Linked DNA regions of Oryctolagus cuniculus: region 2 is linked to region 1. The links are chromatin contacts, called in public Micro-C maps. All regions are on one chromosome and are shown on one strand. The core of a region is the stretch at or near the end of the contact, and the rest is flanking DNA. Distances in the headings are between cores, read along the strand shown.

Region 1 (4,050 bases), core at 546-3,045:
AGGGCAGGGATTGAAAGACTAGAAGCAAGGAGGATACCAATGAATTCATATCAGTTTAGAAAGAAAATGACCAAGCATTTAGCTGGAGAGGGAAATGAGAAAGACATCTGAGGACAGTGTTATTTGGGCGTGGGGTGGAGGTGGCAGGAGTGCTTGGTGAGAGACTGAAAGTGAGAGAGTGTGGGCAAGCCCAGATGCCTTAAATACTGTGCCCTTTTTCTGTGTTTAAGAAGCAAAATGGCGAGCAGGCTAAAAGGCAGGGTGGTGTTCTCCCTAAATTCAGCTCGAGATGGTTATACAATGCTCAAATAAAGATGACCTTCAGGTAACTGGTAGGAATGGTCTCGAGGGAGAGATCTGGAAGCAAAGAAATAGATGGGGGAGACAGAGTACAAGGAAATGGAAAAGGGTAAACTCACTCAGGCAGAACATCTGCACATGGAAGGCTGGAACCGAATTTTTGAAGAACGGTGTGAGATTAGGGGATGCCCAAGTGTTAACTGGAGAACTAATGCAGAGTGAATGAAATCATTTAAGTAAGCCATCAAAAAAATAAAAATAAAAAAGAATTAAGGGGAGCACTGCTTGGAAAGTGAGCACTAAGCAGGGCCAGCAGGAAATCCTCACAGCTCCTCCATCTGGATTAACTGTGTGAGCTGACCGAAAGAAAGGTGAGGTTGACAATTACATTGCCTCCTGCACAGGACTCTTGCCAGGATTAAATGAATTTACACCTGTAGAGCCCATGGAACAGTACCTGGCTTCTAACACCATCCAACTGTTAGCTATTAGTGTAATAACTGGACTAAGACTCTGAAAGTCTGGGTTTCAGCCCTAGCTCTAATTACTATGTATGCTTGAGCAAGTTTTTTCACTTAAGTCTCTCCCCCTCTGAAACTGGAGATAATAAAGCTGACTCTACAGGCTGGTTGTGAAAGGAGATGGCCAAACAGGCTTTGAAAACATGTAAAGTACTGTCCAAATGGATGGCATTATTATTATAGCATTACAACCCTCCCCTCAGCCTATTATAAAATTGTAAAAGCTAACAGAAGATTGTTACAGGCGTAGTGTTTAGTATTTCACATGCATCATCCCCTCCAATCTTCAAAATAGTGTTGAGAGGTTGGGTTCAGTCATTATCCCCATCTTAAAGACTGGAAACGTGTCAGGGAGACGAAGCCCAGGATCTGCCTGGGGTCACATGCTAAGTAAATGGCACAGAAAATAATGCAAGATTCCAAAGCCCCAGCTCAGGAGAACAGGGCTGTCTCTCTATGGTCGTGGCCGGATGTGTTGGCTGCGGGTGGATGCCTGGCCTTATGTAACTGTCAGGGATTTAGGGAGTTAAACAGAGTCCCCAGCAAAACTCCCCGCTGGGTGGGAGGGAGGTTGCTGGGTAAGGACTAACCGACAAGGTAACTGGAAGAAATGATTGGACGCCTGTTCTTTAAGGAGAGAAACATTTCCTGAATGCCTTCTGCGTGCCCAGCGCGGTGTGAGCTGGAGGACAGCTCACTTGCAGCCGGACAGCCTGCTTTCCTGCTGCACACGCCGGGTTTTGCCCGTGTCCCGAATTCCAGGCTCGTCGTCCAAACAAGCAGTTGATCTCGAGACTCAGCTCGAGTCCCGCTCCCTCCCCGGCCTCCATTCCCCTTCCCGGGACTCAGGGGAGCAGTAACGCAACGGCTAGACCCCCGCCACAAACACGTTCCGACCCCACGAGCCCACACGCGGGGGAGTAACCGGCACGCCCCCTGCCCTCCTCCCTCCGGCGAGGCGCACACGGACGGACACAGCCCCGCCCACATTTAGCGTCACGATCAAAACAAAACTTTAACTACAACTCCCGGAAGGCTGAGCGGCCTCTCCAGCACAACTACACATCCCAAGGGGCGTCGCGCGGCCGCGTCATCACCCACTGCGCAAGTACGGAAGCGCGCGTGTTTCCCGAGTGGTCTGGGAGAACGCGGCTTGGCGCTCGGTTTGGGTCGCACCCCGAAGGGCTGCTGAGTTTACCGGTTTTTGCTCGTGGCCGTGCAGGTGAGTTTAATAAATTCAGGAACGCAACTGTCACTTCCTTGAGGCTTGGGTAGATTTCGGTGTCTGCGGAGGATTAGACAGACGCGGGACCTAGAACCGCGGTCCCGTATCGAAAATAATTGTTAACGTTTTCTAGTTTACGAAGTGGGTTTTTTTTTTTTTTTTAAAAAAACGTCTCATAATCCTGCTAATTCTTAAGCACGACACTGAGGAAGCGTGCCGCCAGTTGGCAGCTGAGGGAAGAGTTCAGCCTCTCCAAGAGTTTGCAGAGTGGATCTTGGCTGTTCTCTAAGCCTGCACGTGGTGTACCCTCTGCTTTGTGTCCGCAGCGCGGACGCCCTTTCTGGTGGGCTGAGAGGGTGGAGGAGCGGGCGTCTGTAGCCTTCTCGTCAGTAGAGTGATGAAGGCGGTCGGGGCTTTTGCCGATCTGTAGGTATGTTTTCTTCTTACGTCCAAGTCATTCATTCAGTGTATTTATCGAGGTACCTGCAGTTTGTCAAACCCTGCTCCAGGTACTAACATAGCAAAGGATAATGCTCAACCATTTCATTCGACTGGGGGAGACAGGTGTTAAGAAATATGGAGAAAAGTAAAGCAAGGTAAGGGAAAAGGTCCCTTGGAAGATTTTGCAAAGGGACCCGGCTTATGATCAGATCTGATACTAAATTTGTGTTCTAGGCACAGCTACTCAGAAAGGATGGGAGAGGAGACCAATGATGACAAGAAGCCGACGACGAAATTCGAACTCGAGCGAGAAACAGAGCTCCGCTTTGAGGTGGAAGCGTCTCAGTCGGTTCAGCTGGAGCTGTTGACCGGCATGGCAGAGATCTTTGGCACGGAGCTGACCCGGAACAAGAAATTCACCTTCGACGCTGGTGCCAAGGTGGCCGTTTTCACGTGGCATGGGTGTTCTCTGCAACTGAGCGGCCGCACGGAGGTGGCCTACGTCTCCAAGGACACCCCCATGTTGCTTTACCTCAACACTCACACAGCCCTGGAGCAGATGCGGAGGCAAGCGGAGAAGGAAGAAGAGCGAGGTCCCCGAGTGATGGTCGTGGGCCCCACCGACGTGGGCAAGTCCACGGTGTGCCGCCTGCTGCTCAACTACGCCGTGCGTTTGGGCCGCCGTCCCACTTACGTGGAGCTGGATGTGGGCCAGGGATCTGTGTCCATCCCCGGCACTATGGGGGCGCTCTACATTGAGCGGCCAGCGGATGTGGAAGAGGGTTTCTCTATCCAGGCCCCTCTGGTCTATCATTTTGGCTCCACCACGCCTGGCACCAACATCAAGCTGTATAATAAGGTGAGAGCCACCGCGGGATGGAGGGAACAGTACCATCAGGGTACGCAGCTGTGGGGGGGTTTGTTGGTTAAAACTGTGTAGTTTGCACTTTGCCTCTAGGGTGAATTGACTGCCACGTGGTTCAGAAAAGACAGTTTCACATGTAAACCTCATATTATTAATCATTTCTGGGCACTTTTAAAAATTATTTTATTTATTTGAAAGGTAGAATTAGGGAGAGACAGAGAAAGTGAAGTCTTCGTCTGCTGGCTCACTCCCCAGATGGCCACCACAGTTGGGCCTGGGCCAAGCCAAAGCCAGGAGCTAGGAGCTTATTCTGGGCCTCCCACGTGAGCGCAGGGGCCCAGGGACTTGGCTGATTCTCCACTACTTTCCCAGGCTTACTGGCAGGAAGTTGGATTGGAAGTAGAGCTGCAAGGACTTTAACCAGTGCCCATATGGGATGCCTGCACTGCAGCCGGTGACTTAACCCACCATGCCACAGCACTGGCTCCTGATTTAGGATTTAAATTCTTAGTAATTTAAAAGCTAAATTCATGTTAGGGGGTCAGAATTGCAGCCACTAAAAATGTCATTTTTCTTATACTTGATACTGCTTATTTTTGTTAAAAAGCATTTTTTCAAGGTCTATGTTTTTGAAAGCAGAGTGATACAGAAAGAGCTCTTCCTTCCACTGGTTCATCCCCCAAATGGTTGCAATGTCT
Region 2 (4,050 bases), core at 1,087-3,586, 290 kb before region 1:
CCCATGGCCTGCTCAGCCCCGTCTGCACCGGGGCGCCTGGGGAGGCCTCACCTCCACGGGATCCACGCCGTCCTCCTGGGTGGGAGGCACGTAGAAGCGGACCTCCATGAGGGACACCTCCGCGTCGTCGTTCTGGTGGAATTCCAGCGTCACCTCGTTCTTGCCTGTGGTGCACTGGGACACGTTGCTGAGGGGTATCTCGAAGACCGGCTGGTCACCAATGTCAAAGGAAAGCAGCTGCCCTGTGAGAAGAGGGCTGCTCAAGCCTCAGGCTCCCCCCACGTCTGCATCGACAAGAAGCCCACCGAACCTGGAGTTCCGTAAGGGCGGGGTGCCGGGGCTGTTTGTTCACGCTGCACCCCGAGACCAGGCACAAAGCCTGACACACCACAGGTGCATTGAGCAACCCACCCGACAGGAAACCGGAGACTGTGGCAGAGGAAGAGAATAAGAAAGGCTGCAGCCCTTGATCCTACCTGCTCCCCAAGACTCACCTCCAAACTTCACCGTCCCCCAGTTCCAGCCCTTCACACACAGGTCCTTCTCCATTAGCTCAAGGCGATAGTGAGTTTTGAAGAAATCAGAGAGTTTCTCAAACTCCTATGAGTGGAAGGGAGAAAGTGCAACCACAGTCAGCTCCAGTGGCCTTAACCGACACGAATGTCCTGACATTACCTATATCCAAAAAATTGCCCCAATAGGACTTCTACCAAAAAATCCATGCAGGGAGCTGGTGCTGTGGCACAGCCTGCAGTGTCAGCACCCCATAAAGGTATTGCTTCAAGTCCCAGCTGCTCCACTTCTGAACCGGCTCCCTGCTAAGGCGCCTGGGAAAGCAGAAGATGGCCGAAGCCCCTGGACCCCTGCACTCACATGGGAGACCCAGAAGAAGCTTCTGGCTCCTGGCTTCAGCCTGGTACAGCCCTGGCCTTTGCAGCCATTTGGGGAGTGAACCAGTGGATGGAAGATCTCTCTCTCTCTCTCTCTCTCTGTAACTCTCCCTTTCAAATACATAAATAAGTCTTAAAAAAAAAAAAAAAAAAGTCCATGCTGACTCAGCAGCTCAGCTCTGAAATGGTTTAAAAGGTTGTGGAGAGAGGCTGCTCCTGGGAGCTGGACCTCAGACTAGGGGAGGAGTAAAGAGAGGGACTGGCATTCCTGTTTCTGGACCTCACCATGTTATCTGACTTCCTAAACTTTGTGTGTTCATTGTTTTAATAGAAGTGGACATTAAAGTTAAGTCTTTCACTCAGAACAGTTTAAGAGGGAAAAGCAAAGCCTGAACTAAAGCATCCAGCTAAGATTCTGAACCTGGATACGAGCAAACAAGCAGAAAGCACGATTTAAACCAGAACAGTAGGAAGCAGATCTTCTGGAACCAAAACACAGAAAAGCTGTGAACGCTCTAGAACACTCAGAGCTGACCCACTGATTGCTCAATGGCCTCAATGGCCCTGCCCAGGGAGCCAAACCAGCACCACGGGGGCTACCAGAGGGAACCTCAACTCCCTCTAGAAGACTAAAAGCAGACAGGATGGCACGGTAAAAAGGGGGCTCACGGCAACAGGGCGTCTCACCGATTCTCGGAAGCCGTCATACTTGTAGACGTGGCCATTCTTCGTGAGCAGTTTAAGTCCGTGGCCGAGAGCCACCCGGCGCCAGATGCCCTCCGTCAACTCCCCAGCCTGGATGTTGTCTACTTTGCCCGTCTTGCTATTCTTGAAGATAATTCCCTGGCGACTCAACCTCAGCCGACCGTCATTCTGTTGGGAAAGTGAGCCCAGATGCACGGGGACAGTACAGACCGTGTCCTGGGTGCAGCTCTACCCAGCATTCACTTTGACTGCCAGGTGATCAGGGCAGGAGCAACAGCTGAAGCGAGGACCAGTAAAGAGACACAAGTGTCCAGGAAGTCTCGGTTCTGCACCTGGCTCGGGCATCCAGAACCTGCGCAGGCCATCAGTCTCCTCGTTTGAAACACAGAATAGCAAATACGGTCCCTTCACACCCTGAGATCCTACAACTCTCGCGACTTTTCAGAATTGCCTTTTATTGGGGGGAAACACCAGGTGCACGTTATACAGAGACTTCCTTTTCCCAGTAGAAACGTCACCAGGACAAGCTCTCGTTCATGTACATCAACTTTAGCTCGCTCCCTCCTTCCATCTCTATTAAAAACGCAAGCCCTTCTCACCATGGAGCCTTTCACCTCCTGATAGACATCGTTGAACTCCAGTGTCTCTGCCATGTTGACCTGCCCCTGGTGGCCTGGGCAGAGCCCTAGGCCTCACAAGGGAAACCGAATACACTGGGCGCTGGGCCCCAAGTCCTGGGTGAGTGTGCAGATGGTCAGCAGGTTGGGAATCTGAATTCAAGAGAGAGTCATGAAACGCAGCGCCGCGCTCTGCTCACGGATGGAGCCAGGTGGCCGCCCCTGGGGGTTCACAGACTCTCCTCTGCCCGGGAACCAACAGGCCGGCTGTGCCGTGCTCCGGGGGTCAGCCCCGGTAATCCCAGGCCCGCAGAACCACCCCAAGCCAACACCCTCTCTGCGCGCCACACCGGGAGCCATGGTAACGAGCAGCGGAACCCCAAGGCCTGCCCGCAGCGTGCACATCTCCCGCGCCCCAACCCAGCTCAGAGCGCTAGGTTCCATCCTGGCCCTCATGGTTCTCCCCTCCTGCTAAAATGGATTCGCCCGCTGCCTGCAGATTCGAACGCGGAACGGCCCATTCGGAGCGTCCCGCGGGGGAGCGGGGCCCAGGGACGACGACCACCCACCTCCTCAAGCTGCAGCCTCGCGACGGGCCGGGCGCGGGCGGTGGGCGCTTCGGGGGATGCGGGGGAGGGGGGCGGGGACGCGGGGAACGGGAGTTAGCTGGGGAAGCTTTTCCCGCGTGCGCGGCCCCGCGTCCCGCCACCGGAAGCCGCGCACTGACCATCGAGAGGATGAGCTGGCTAGAGAGACGCCAACCAGGCCCGCCGCAGAGACAGTCGCCTAGAGCGACGGCGACGCTGGAGGACCCGAGGCCGGGGCGGTAGCGGTGAAGTCCGACTGACTAGAAAATGAAGGCTCATCGGGCTTCTTAGAACGTTGCGGACACGTCAAGCGGAGACTGGATCCTAAAGGGAAATCGTGTACCGTGGCTTTATTTTTGTCAGATTTCGGAGGTTGGGGGGTTAATTTCTGTAGGGGTTAATTTCTAGGGGTAGAAAGGAAGCTGTGGAACACGAAGAAAAATACCTCAGAGTTGCGGAGAGAAACGCGTGCGGGCGTTCGTGTCCTTTGTGGCAGGCCTGCTGGCCGGCTGCCCCCTGCTAAGTGGGATTGATCCTTTCTGAAATGAGTTCACCGTCTACACCCAAATTCTGCACCTCTGTAACCGCAGTGGCGCTGGTAGTGACTGGCAAATGGCAGGATCGAGTTCGAGCGCTGGTGTCGGGTTCACCTTAGAGCCAGAACTGATTGGAAACCACATGAGCTCATCTTGGAAGAGGTGCACCTTGCAAAATCAGAGCCGGCCTGAGCTGGGAGAGAGGTTTGGAGTTTATCTCCTCCAGCCTCCTGCGGAGAGCAGTTGCCCAGCGGCTCTGGGAGTCGGCCACCCAGGTGGAGACAGGAAGCCGCCTCGGACTCCGGTCCCGTTCTCTTCTGCTGTAACCACAGTGGTTTTACGTCCCGAGCCACTGAGCCCATGTGTCCTGCAGAAAAGCATTCGTTACACGGGATATTTAAACTCAAGATTTCCCTGACGCTGGTTACACCAGCTTGCTAACTCAGTCCTGGGATAAGAGACAACACACCGTTGCCCCCACCACCACCCCAAAATCATGGCTTTTAACCTCTGGGTAGTGGCTATTCTAACATTATCTGAATATAAATTCAGTGTACCGGGGGCTGTAATTAATCCAACACACTTCTAGGATTTCAGTGAACAAGCTGAAAACAACTCCAGCCTTCCAGGGAAGCATAATCCAACAAATGACCTGAGAGTGTGTATATCCATATAACTGCTATATATATATATATATATATATATATATATATGT

Evidence for each region. A called contact is a pair of places that touch in the nucleus more often than the background predicts.
Region 2: a contact with region 1 is called in a Micro-C map of ear pinna, with 4 times the contacts expected there. The contact joins the promoter of SSRP1 here to the promoter of CLP1 in region 1. A contact is called at or near these places in 2 of 6 Hi-C or Micro-C datasets (ear pinna and an unstated tissue).

Annotation. Positions count from the first base shown.
Region 1 is chr1:14,489,079-14,493,128 of mOryCun1.1, reverse strand. CLP1 (cleavage factor polyribonucleotide kinase subunit 1) reads left to right here and starts at 1,795. Exons shown (of 3, transcript XM_008271466.4): 1 at 1,795-2,043; 2 at 2,722-3,346. The coding sequence starts at 2,741.
Region 2 is chr1:14,783,778-14,787,827 of mOryCun1.1, reverse strand. SSRP1 (structure specific recognition protein 1) reads right to left here and starts at 2,336. Exons shown (of 16, transcript XM_070070311.1): 1 at 2,195-2,336; 2 at 1,578-1,763; 3 at 495-600; 4 at 52-242. The coding sequence starts at 2,248. It overlaps P2RX3 (purinergic receptor P2X 3), which reads left to right and starts at 3,696. Exons shown (of 12, transcript XM_051854032.2): 1 at 3,696-4,050.